4 separate regions of the Mus musculus genome follow, and all the other regions are linked to region 1. A link is a contact called in public Micro-C and promoter capture Hi-C data. All regions are on one chromosome and are shown on one strand. The core of a region is the stretch at or near the end of the contact, and the rest is flanking DNA. Distances in the headings are between cores, read along the strand shown.

Region 1 (2,519 bases), core at 7-2,506:
CAATACAGAAAGAATCCATCTATTACCTGTCTGCTGGAAATAGCAATTTCATTGACATTTTTGCAAGTACCAACTGCCAATAAAAAAATCTGCAGAAGCCACTAGCACTTGCTACAGTAGACTTTAGGGTTTCAATACTCTGGTCCCTACTTTTATCCTCAGGTATATTTCCATCCTCATTGCTAGATCTGGGTTATAAGAGCCTTAGGAGCCATTATTACCTGGAACCACCTAGTTCTACCAAAAATATGTAAATTTGCATAAAAAGACACAGCTAGCTTAGGACTATGCCCATAGCACTTTAGATTAACTAATATTTTTATAGATAAATCCCATGAACTGTTCATCACCTTTGTAAGATCAGCCCCCTTCCCCCAAACCACGAAGTCCAGTCCCCTCCGCAAACACTGCCATTCAAGACTAAATGTGCGAGAGGCTCTTCTCAGTCTGTCTTAGCTTTGTTTCTGGGCTGAGGTGTTTGTGGCGCTGAGGATGGACGCCGGGGCTTGCACTGAACCACCGAGGTGCTACCACCGGCCCCTCATCGGTAACTTCTAAGTAAATCTCTATGTTTAGGAAACAATTATTGAGCTGCTTGGAAAAAGATGGTTGCCACCTCAGTTCAGAGACCGCTCACATGACAAGTAGAGAAGTAGTGAATAGTAAAAGTCATCGTCTGTCACAGCCCTAACTCTGCTAGCCCAAACTTGTAATTAGAATGGTTATGACCCACAGCGCACTTCACACAAAACAGAACAGATTAAAAAAAAAAAAAGTTGGAAAACAAGATTTATACTGTCTAAACCTAAAAATGCTGTTCTTAGACAAGGCTAGATACTTGATTTTAAATTAAGAGCAGAGGAATAAAGATTTTACTCCCCAAAAGTACAATAATTTTAAAAACTTTAAAGAGACTTTTCTCCAACACATACTTTTATGAAGTGAGGATTAATTTAGTATTTCCCTAAAAACTAAGAACAAGACATTGGGGAAAACCTGCTTTATCCCGTCAGTAAGTAAACTCAATCTTTCCCCAGGATTAAAATAAAGGTCTAAATTTTTCAAGACTTCCTTTTATTTCAGAGTTGTGACCAAGGCGTGTTCAGCTTCCATCATTTTTACAGACCATGACCTAGAACAAATAAAGCCTGTGGCCATGGCTACACAACTCACCCTGTCCGCCTTCAGTGCTCCCGAGTCTGTCCTTCTTGTCAGCTTCTTGTCCAGGTGTCATACAAGTGTCAGCTCTGGCTCAGGTCCTGCAAGTTCTGTTCATTTCTAAGTGGTCGCTGTTCCCTAACCCAGGTCAGGGTACACTATGCTAATGACTCTGGCAACTGTCCAATCAAAATCAAGATGCTTTCAGCCAGGGACAGGTAGGAGCAGCCCAGCTCTTCTCAGGGTGCTAGCCATGTGATGAATATTCTATGGTGTGCCTCTGAACTTTCCCCTCCTTAATGCTAAGAGGACATCTAACTTAAAAGGATATTGAGGGAAAAACAAAACAAAACAAAACTCTGAAAAGAAATACAGATTTTTTTTTCCTGATAGTTTTATAGATTGAATCCAAGAGCGACTGTTTTACAGTAGATGCGTTTTATCCTCTGTGTGTGTGAGCGAGAAGGCAGACAGGGAGACTCATGGCAGTGCAAACACCGAGGGGGGGGGGGGATGGAAATTACTGAGATAGTTTTTAGACAGCTAGCAGCCCTAAACCAGAAACACTGAAAGCCATCTCTAATTCTAAGTGTATCAAACCTGACAACGAATGCAATTCTTCAAGCCCAGCTCCTCTGCGGAATCCCAGGTAGTCTGCTGGGCTTCGGAGATATAACGGAGAATCAAAGACATCAAGAAGTTCTGTGTAGTTCAGGGTGGCAGGGCAGAGCTCTAACTCCAGGGAGTGTCTCTGCAAATTCAAGGCTAGCCTGAGCTAAACAGCAAACCCCCCCCCACCTCCCCCAAGGTCTTTTTTCATTTCCATATCTAAATCTGACCCATCTTTTAGGAATTCTAACAGACCCATCCAATATCTTCCAATACTGTTCTGAAACACGTGACTTCTCTTTTCGATGATATTTCAGAACCCTTAACCGTATCACTAACAGTAACTGTTTTTCTAATCACAAAATAAAATCAAAATCTGTTGTCTTGTTTATCATTGTGGCTAATCCATAGTGCAATCTTTCAGTAGATATCTAAGACTGTATTTTGGTCACATAGCTTCAAACTCTTGCTTTTTTTTTTTTCTGCATGTACCAAATGTAGATATTTTTTGCTTAATTTGTGGGATTGCCTCCTCTCGTTGATGTGGATCTGACCTGGCTTGCCAGCTGCTCTGAGTCGAAGGGTTTTTTTTTTCCCCCTCCTTTCCTTCACAGGAAACTCCTGCTGGGTTCCAGCTGCAGCACCAGGGCTATGCCTGTCCCAAGGACAGGTTCTACCCAGTGAGCTCCATGCCCTAAGGCTGAGGTCTCAACTTGCCAAATCCTCACTTCTGCTACTGGCTCTGTGAATTC
Region 2 (2,519 bases), core at 8-2,507, 510 kb after region 1:
ATCCTGAGGTAAAAACAGGTCAAATTTCCTCCTTCATCAATCAAGACAAGAGATCCTCCTGATAGAGACGAAACCTTTATGTATCTCTCCCCCTCTCCCCCTGGGCAAGTGCCCTGTGCAGTTAAAAATACTGAAGAGACAATGAAAAAAAGTTTCAGAGCAAACTCTGCCTTGGTTACTAAGCAAGCTCAATTTTCAATCTTCTGCATATTGTGATGTTGGTGACTCCAGATTTGAGCTGAGGGAGCATAAGGCTTCCTTTGCTGGGTGGGGAGTCAGAGAAGACTCTTAAAACAGTCTATTAGCTATTGTATTTGGCCTAAAACGGAGTCATCAACTGTTCATGTGGAGTGAGTTTGGTTAGTTTGTATCGTTGACTCTGAAAACAGAAGAAAAGGGGTTCAAATGTCTGGCTGTGGTAACGGGAACCTCTGAGGAGCAAAGGAAGAAATTTGGGGCTCCCCGCCCCAAACTACAGCGTGGGTTGCAATCTCCCCTTTGTAAGACGCAGGGTGCTGTTGAAGAAATACAGGAGCCAGCTATTGGAGGTTCATCTGCCTTCCTGCACCAGTGCTTTCTGTACCTCAGCCCAGGTTAGCCCCCAAAGCACATCTGGCTAAGGTGGAGCTAATGCTGAAGCGCACCTTTGCCATCTCCTTTCTTCTCGGAGCATCTTTTAGAAGATTTTTGAAGACGGACATCCATGCTTTTGTTGGCACCAGGAAGTTGGTGACACGTACATCTCAGATAAGTCCTGCTCACCAAAGATGCTCTCAGGTCGTAGGGCCTGCCAGCGAGTGTGCGCAGACACAGGGCACAAACGGGGGTTAGGAGGAGGGGGTGTCGGAAAGCCAGAACCGACTCCTTCATTACCCCGCGCTCAAGGTACTCGGCGGGGCGGTACTTCCTGACCCCGGAAGAGAAAGTTGTTTTGGGGAAGGGGAGCAAGAAAAAAAAAAGCACGGTGAGTAAAATGAAAACTCCGAAGTTGTTCTGCTCCTTCTGGCCTTCGGTCCCTGCCCTCCTTAGGAGCTTTTTGGGGCGCGGCTCCCTCCAGAATCGCACACTGTGCGACTCCCCGCGGAGGAGAGGACCGCAGGAGCACCGTCTCCCGACCCTCCCGGGAGCCGGGTCTCCAGGAAAACCCGGAGCGGAGCATCCCCGGCCGGGACACGCCCTCTGCGTGCCGCCGAGTGCGCATGCCCAGTGCGCGGCGGCCGCGAGTAGGAAGCGGAGCGCGGCGGAGGGGGCGGTGGGAGGGGACGCTCGCGACTGTGGCGAAGGCGCGGGACGCGGCGAGGGTTCCCGCGGCTTCCTCAGAACGTTCGGGACGGTGGAGTCCTTGCGAGGCGCGAGCGAGCTTGGAGCCAGCAACGAGCTTGGAGCGGGCGGCGGGCGGGGAGCAGCGGGGCGGCCGGGCGGAGCGGGCTCCGAGCCCCGGGCTCCGCGGCTCGGCGGGACACGGCTCTGGTGGTGGAGGCGGCGATGTTCCACTGCATTCCCCTGTGGCGGTGCAACCGTCATGTGGAGGCCATCGACAAGCGCCACTGCTCGCTGGTCTACGTCCCCGAGGAGATCTACCGCTATGCCCGCAGCCTGGAGGAGCTGCTGCTGGACGCCAACCAGCTCCGGGAGCTCCCCGAGGTGAGTGCCCGCCTCACCTGGCGCGGTGGCCGGGTCCGTGCGCTCCTCCGCTGACTGCTTCGCTCTGGGAGACTCTGGCCAGCGGGGTCCCACTACTGCCCTCAGCCCTCCCTGTGCCCCCCTCCCCTGCTTCCCGATTAAACCCATCCTCCAATAAAAGTTGTTTTTCATTTATACCGAAAGACTTGGTATTTAACAAGTAGTTACATGGCTAGTGGAGAAACGTTCTGGTCCACTAAGTGGCTTAGATCCACGTCTGGGAACTAATGCCGGTTAGGTGAGAAGCCAGGTAGCTCACACTGTTCCCAGCTGGGGGCGACCATGCGCCCCATCACGCCCCGGGGCGATCGGCTAGCAGCCAATTCTCCAGCTAGTGGCTTGGAGCTCCTCATTTTGGGCTAACGCAGGTCCCAGAGGATGTGGGGACCCAGCAGCGCGAAAGTAAGCTTTAGTATATCTTGGCATCTGTAAGGAATGTGCTCCGGGCCTTATCTCTGTGGGCTATGCCCTGGAGAGATGGCGCTTGGTCCGCTTCGGTAGCCCCGTGGCCGCATTGGGGTGCTGGGCAGGAGGAGAACTGCTGCAGGTGCCCAGGTTCCCGCCGCTGGTGCACTGCGTGCGTGGACCTGTTGCGTGGTTGGAACTGCGATGAACGTGTGTAGTGGCTCCCGCTGCGAGTCAGCCCTGCTTGCTGCCTTTCCGCCACCACAGAGCTTGCTTGGGTCTGTCCTATCACTAATGCCATATCTTTTCAGAGTTGTTTATGAAAATTAATCATCTGCCGCACCGAACTTGGCCTGTGACAGATACTGATTGTGCTTCTAGGCCCTGCTGGGGTTAGACGCTGAACTTTTAACCCTTGAATTTGCCTCGGG
Region 3 (2,519 bases), core at 9-2,508, 420 kb after region 1:
GGTTTGTTTCTAGATGGGTTATGAGCTCCGAGGACTATTCCGAAGCCCACAGCCCACATGTCTTCATGGTCCTTTGCTGTAAAGTGGCTCAAAGATTTTTGTTTGTTTGTTTTCTCTTTTAAGTTCCTGGAAAAAAAAATACACAATCCAAAAATACATCTAGAACCACTGGGCTGATGTTGCCAAGAACTGAAAACCTAACTGTGCCCTCACCGGGAAGTGGGCAAGTCTGTGTCAAAGTACTGACTTTACATAAAATCATTCCTCTCCTCAAAGAAACCTGGTTTCTGGGCAAAGCCTGCAGACAGTGGTCACTTGTGTGAGAGCGCTCTTCCCACTGCCCACCACCCTGAGTGCGCACGTGTGCTGAAGCATCACTGTCATGGCCCAGGACTGGGATCCCACAGGACTACTGGCTAAGGGTGAGAATCAGCTGTGCCCGCTCCCTGTCCCTGATGCATTCCAAGGGCTGCATCTGTTGGGGCCCGTCAGCTCTGCCTCCCGGAATAGAAACAGACACGACCCAAGCTGCCCATTTTTAGTTAAGTCCGCCGAAACAGGGATTCCACTTTGTCGCTTTGTCATCAAAATGATTTTTTTTTAAATGTGAAACATAAATCAAGATAACCATATGTGCACATTTAGTACAAAAATCTATATTTATTTTCTGTCAACTAACAAATGTAGGGTATTTGCGGGGGTAGGGGCTCAATTTTGTCGAGAAGTTATATTTTGGGGAGTCAGAGGGTTCATTTGAGTTTTGTATTATTAATTCAGCTAAAACTAGTAAAATTGTGTCTTTCCTAAGCAGTTGTGTTGACCAAACCACATGTTTAAGTGGTTGCTAATGAAATTAAAAATGGAATTCTAAATCTCCTGAGCAAGCCCTAAGAATTTTCTTTGTTCTTCTTCTCTATAAAATAGTGGAAGAAAAACGTATACTATTTAGAGATTTAAAACAATCATTACAAAGCTCATGTAATTTTACTTTTATAGCGTATCACTCATACATATCAGTTACTGTGTCTGTTTCCTTGGTTACAACATTTCTCAAATTCCAGGACAAAGTTTTCTGTCTCCCAACTTCAGATCAAGGGACATGACCTGTAGCACCCAGCTGGAGATACCCTGTAGGAAAATAGCTCTACTGCCACCAACACTCAGACACCCCCACTGTCTCCCACCCACACAGCCATACACACCCTAGGATCCAGTCGGCACGAGTTGGTAGTTGCGGTCCCAGCTTCTCTCTCCCGGTGGTGTGAAGTGAGAGCCCGCTGGTAATGGGGAAGGTTTAACAGCAGACTCCTTTGGGGAGGTGATCTGTGGAGAGAAAGGGAGGGTGGGAGAAGGGAAACCCAGTGAGGAGTCACCAGCAGCCGCCTGACAAACCCTAGTGGCAGTAATTTTTAGAATCACCCCTTGCCATCTCACTGGAGCAAACAGGCTGAGCCTGCGTGCTGGCCTGGAGCAGCCTGAGCCCTCCTCTCCCTCTTTGGTCTTCAGCTCGAGGGCAACGCTGGGGAAGAGGGCGGTGCCCTGGTTGGTGGAGAGGGGTTGGGTTTCTTGACCTGGCCAGGTTGTTTTGTTCATTTGTTTTTAAGTCATGGACTCAATGGATGCGAGGAAAGAAAATTAGCTAAACGGATGTTCAATTGCAATTGATGGAATTGAAGCCGGGACTTGAGAATTGTTGTAAGAAGAGAGTTGTGGACAAAAGTTAGTTTCTAGGAAGGTAAATAGCCGTCACCTCAGGTCCTGTGAGGAGACTGGTTATAAATAGACTGTTCTGTAGAGGAGGAGACATGTTTACCAGGACAGGAGATATTCTGCTACACTTCAGTATGGAGTTGACATTTCATAGTTTAACAAAGCCAGGCTTGTGACCAGCCCTCCATCGGCCATTGATTCACAGGAGGGTCTGTGATAAACACACTTGTGCAGAAGCATGCTGGGAAATGCCTACTCTGGGAACATTTCAGGCAAGAAAAGCAATTCAAATGATTGTAATTGACAGAGGGCTTTTATAGGCACCTGGAGTACGAAATGACTTTCTAAAGGTCAGTGTGGTATCATCTTCAGTAACGGGCAGATAGATCATTGAAAAGAAACTTCCTAATAACCCGCATCAGTCCGATGCTGTCCGTGGCCTACTGAGAAACCTTTCTGCATTCTTTTTTATTTTTTTTATTTTTTTTATTTAAGTACACTGTAGCTGTCTTTAGACACACCAGAAGAGGGCGTCAGATCTCATTATGGATGGTTGTAAGCCACCATGTGGTTGTGGGATTTGAACTCAGGACCTTCAGAAGAGCAGTCAGTGCTCTTACCCGCTGAGCCATCCTACCAGCCCCCTTTCTTCATTCTTAAATGCTACAACTGTGAAGAGTCCTGGATACTGAGGACAAGAGAGAAAAATCTCGAAGAGAGAATTTAAAGATGTGGAGAGGCTCCCAGAAGCCAGACTTTTGGGACCATTGTGTAGCAAGAAAATATAATTAAAATGTATGTAGCCCAGG
Region 4 (2,519 bases), core at 6-2,505, 390 kb before region 1:
ACTAATAATGGAGAATGCCACTCTACTGGCAAGACCTCACAGAGAGGTCTCCTGCTCAAGTGTATTTCTGCAAAGTAGGCAGCGTTTCCATTCCCAGGTGTGTCTACTTGCCATTCAAAAGCGAATGCTTGTTAGACAAGTTCCCATTTTGAAAACTCATGTACAGGCATTGACAGGAAGGAGGGAAGAGAGTTGCAGGGTCAATAGGATGGCAGCACACTGATCGGTGTCTTTTTATTCAGGCTACATGTATCTCATAATATATGGTACATACACACGCGCGCGCGTGCGCGCGCGCACACACACACACACACACACACACACACACACTCACACACACACACACACACTTTACAAAAAGTTACACAGAGCAGCAATTTTTGAGCTTTATTTTAAGGGACACACAGGATTGCATAATAAGGTGTGGAATATAGTAATGTTATTATTATAACATTCTGATGTTAGTTGAAAACTAAGTGTTGTTCTGAGCCATGTAAATCTTCAGAAGACAGGTTTTTGTTTTTGTTAGCACAGTGGAAGGCAAAATGAGTTCCGCCAAGAACAACTTTAAAAGAAGCAGCCACTGTTGACGAGACCGACTTTAGAAATCGCTTTCTGAAAGTCTGCATTAAAGGACTACGGAATCTCAGCAGCCAAATCAGGATGGCTTACACCGTGCTGCTCATGAAACTCACACAGGCACTTTGAATATGTTCTTTAAGAGTCGGTGTGCTTTTTAGAAAGATAAGTTGAAATACTAATTCCAAGCAGTTAAATCTAACTTGAAAAGGTTCAGTGAGTTTCTATTTCTCATTAACAAGAACAGTAAATTTTGATTTAAAGTTTACATAAACCGGGCGAGGTGACGCACGCCTTTAATCCCAGCACTTGGGAGGCAGAGGCAGGCGGATTTCTGAGTTCGACGCCAGCCTGGTTTACAGTGAGTCCCAGGACAGCCAGGGCTACACAGAGAAACCCTGTCTCGAAAAACAAAAAAAACAAAAAACAACAAAAAAGTTTACATAAAAAAGTTGTTTATCAACTACAAATGTACGAGAGACAGTAGTGTCCTGAAACACATCTTGGTGGTAGGCGGCAAATCTAGCCATCTGAGCTGTCAGTGGTTTCCGCGTCTGTGCGGTAAAGGAGAGGTTTCCCGGCCAGTGGCTCAGTGGGTGGTTCCCCAGCTAGTGGCTCTGCTGGTCCCCACTGGTGAAAAAGTTCGCATCTCTTGGACCGCCTCTTCCTGGCGCTGACTTCACGCGTGCTCCTGCGCCTGCTCGCGGCGGATACTGACCGGCTACGTTCCCGCCATATATTTAAGTTTCATTTCCAGCGGCCACTGAGAGTTCCCCTTTTCGCGGCCTTTCTTCGAAGTCGATTTATTCTTTCCCGGACCGAAGAGCGGCAGATATGGAAGATCCGCGTAGAAGGACGACGGCGCCACGCGCTAAGAAGCCGTCCGCGAAGCGCGCCCCGACGCAGCCCAGCAGGACCAGGGCCCACGCGGAAAGCTGCGGCCCGCAAAGGGGGGCTCGATCGCGGCGGGCGGAGCGTGACGGGGACACCACGGAGAAGCCACGTGCCCCAGGGCCCCGAGTGCATCCAGCAAGGGCCACTGAGCTCACCAAAGATGCACAGCCCTCGGCCATGGACGCGGCAGGAGCCACCGCGCGGCCTGCCGTCCGGGTGCCCCAGCAGCAGGCCATCCTGGATCCGGAGCTGCCCGCCGTACGGGAGCCCCAGCCGCCCGCGGATCCCGAGGCGCGGAAAGTCGTAAGGGGACCTAGCCACAGAAGGGGCGCGCGCTCCACCGGGCAGCCCAGAGCGCCGCGAGGGTCCAGGAAGGAACCGGACAAGCTAAAGAAGGTGCTGGACAAATTGAGATTGAAACGCAAAGATATCTCGGAGGCGGCCGAGACGGTGAATAAAGTTGTGGAACGCCTGCTGCGCAGAATGCAGAAACGGGAGTCGGAGTTCAAAGGTGTGGAGCAGCTGAACACTGGCAGCTACTATGAACATGTGAAGGTGAGCGTCAAGACCTGCTGGAGGGGCTCCGGCCCCACTCCTCACTTGCCTCCTCAGCTGTTTGGGGGTCCCACACTCTTAGGGCCCCCCTCCCTTGGAACACCCCAGTCTTTTTTTTTTTTTTTTAATTCATCCAGTTAGCTCACAGCAAGCAATATTGATAGCTAGTTAGTTTGCTTTGGAGGGATGGGACAGGTGACCTTAAAGTAGTCGCAGGGGAGTCATCTTTATTAATCCTTCCCCAACTATAGCCTCTAGATTGAATCTAGTCCATCCCTGAGACTTTGGGACCGCCTGCAATTAGGGCAGAATTGTATACAACTAATTGGGAGAGGTGGCTGGGTACTCAAGTGAGGGTCCGTTGACATTGTCGCACCCCCTATGAGCGAACGTCATCTACAAGCCTACCTCTAATGCTCTTCGGAGAGTAGGCCCGGCTGAGTTCCTGAAGATGATGGTGATAGCTATTCTCTGCTAGTGAAATGAGCCAA

The links. Promoter capture Hi-C pulls out the DNA fragments that hold promoters and counts their contacts. Hi-C and Micro-C count contacts between places; a contact is called where the count stands out from the background.
Region 2: a contact with region 1 is called in a promoter capture Hi-C map of macrophages, with 6 read pairs. The contact joins the promoter of Lrrc1 here to the promoter of Gcm1 in region 1. A contact is called at or near these places in 16 of 39 promoter capture datasets (the 3T3-L1 cell line, 3T3-L1-derived adipocytes, the C10 cell line and 11 more), 2 of 484 Hi-C or Micro-C datasets (both in embryonic stem cells), 1 of 115 datasets of contacts at active chromatin or transcription factors (bone marrow-derived macrophages) and 2 of 9 other capture datasets (adipose tissue and pancreatic islet).
Region 3: a contact with region 1 is called in a promoter capture Hi-C map of hippocampal neurons, with 5 times the contacts expected there. The contact joins the promoter of Klhl31 here to the promoter of Gcm1 in region 1. A contact is called at or near these places in 15 of 39 promoter capture datasets (the 3T3-L1 cell line, the C10 cell line, the HPC-7 cell line and 10 more) and 1 of 9 other capture datasets (adipose tissue).
Region 4: a contact with region 1 is called in a Micro-C map of embryonic stem cells, with 1.8 times the contacts expected there. The contact joins the promoter of Cgas here to the promoter of Gcm1 in region 1. A contact is called at or near these places in 1 of 484 Hi-C or Micro-C datasets (embryonic stem cells) and 1 of 115 datasets of contacts at active chromatin or transcription factors (bone marrow-derived macrophages).

The regions. Positions count from the first base shown.
Region 1 is chr9:78,050,695-78,053,213 of GRCm38.p6, reverse strand. It overlaps Gcm1 (glial cells missing homolog 1), which reads right to left and starts at 1,256. Exons shown (of 6, transcript NM_008103.3): 1 at 1,174-1,256.
Region 2 is chr9:77,543,590-77,546,108 of GRCm38.p6, reverse strand. Lrrc1 (leucine rich repeat containing 1) reads left to right here and starts at 1,257. Exons shown (of 14, transcript NM_001146048.1): 1 at 1,257-1,644. The coding sequence starts at 1,486.
Region 3 is chr9:77,635,471-77,637,989 of GRCm38.p6, reverse strand. It overlaps Klhl31 (kelch-like 31), which reads right to left and starts at 1,258. Exons shown (of 3, transcript NM_172925.2): 1 at 1,203-1,258.
Region 4 is chr9:78,441,973-78,444,491 of GRCm38.p6, reverse strand. It overlaps Cgas (cyclic GMP-AMP synthase), which reads left to right and starts at 1,255. Exons shown (of 5, transcript NM_173386.5): 1 at 1,255-2,028. The coding sequence starts at 1,414. It also overlaps a transcript of Mto1 not described here.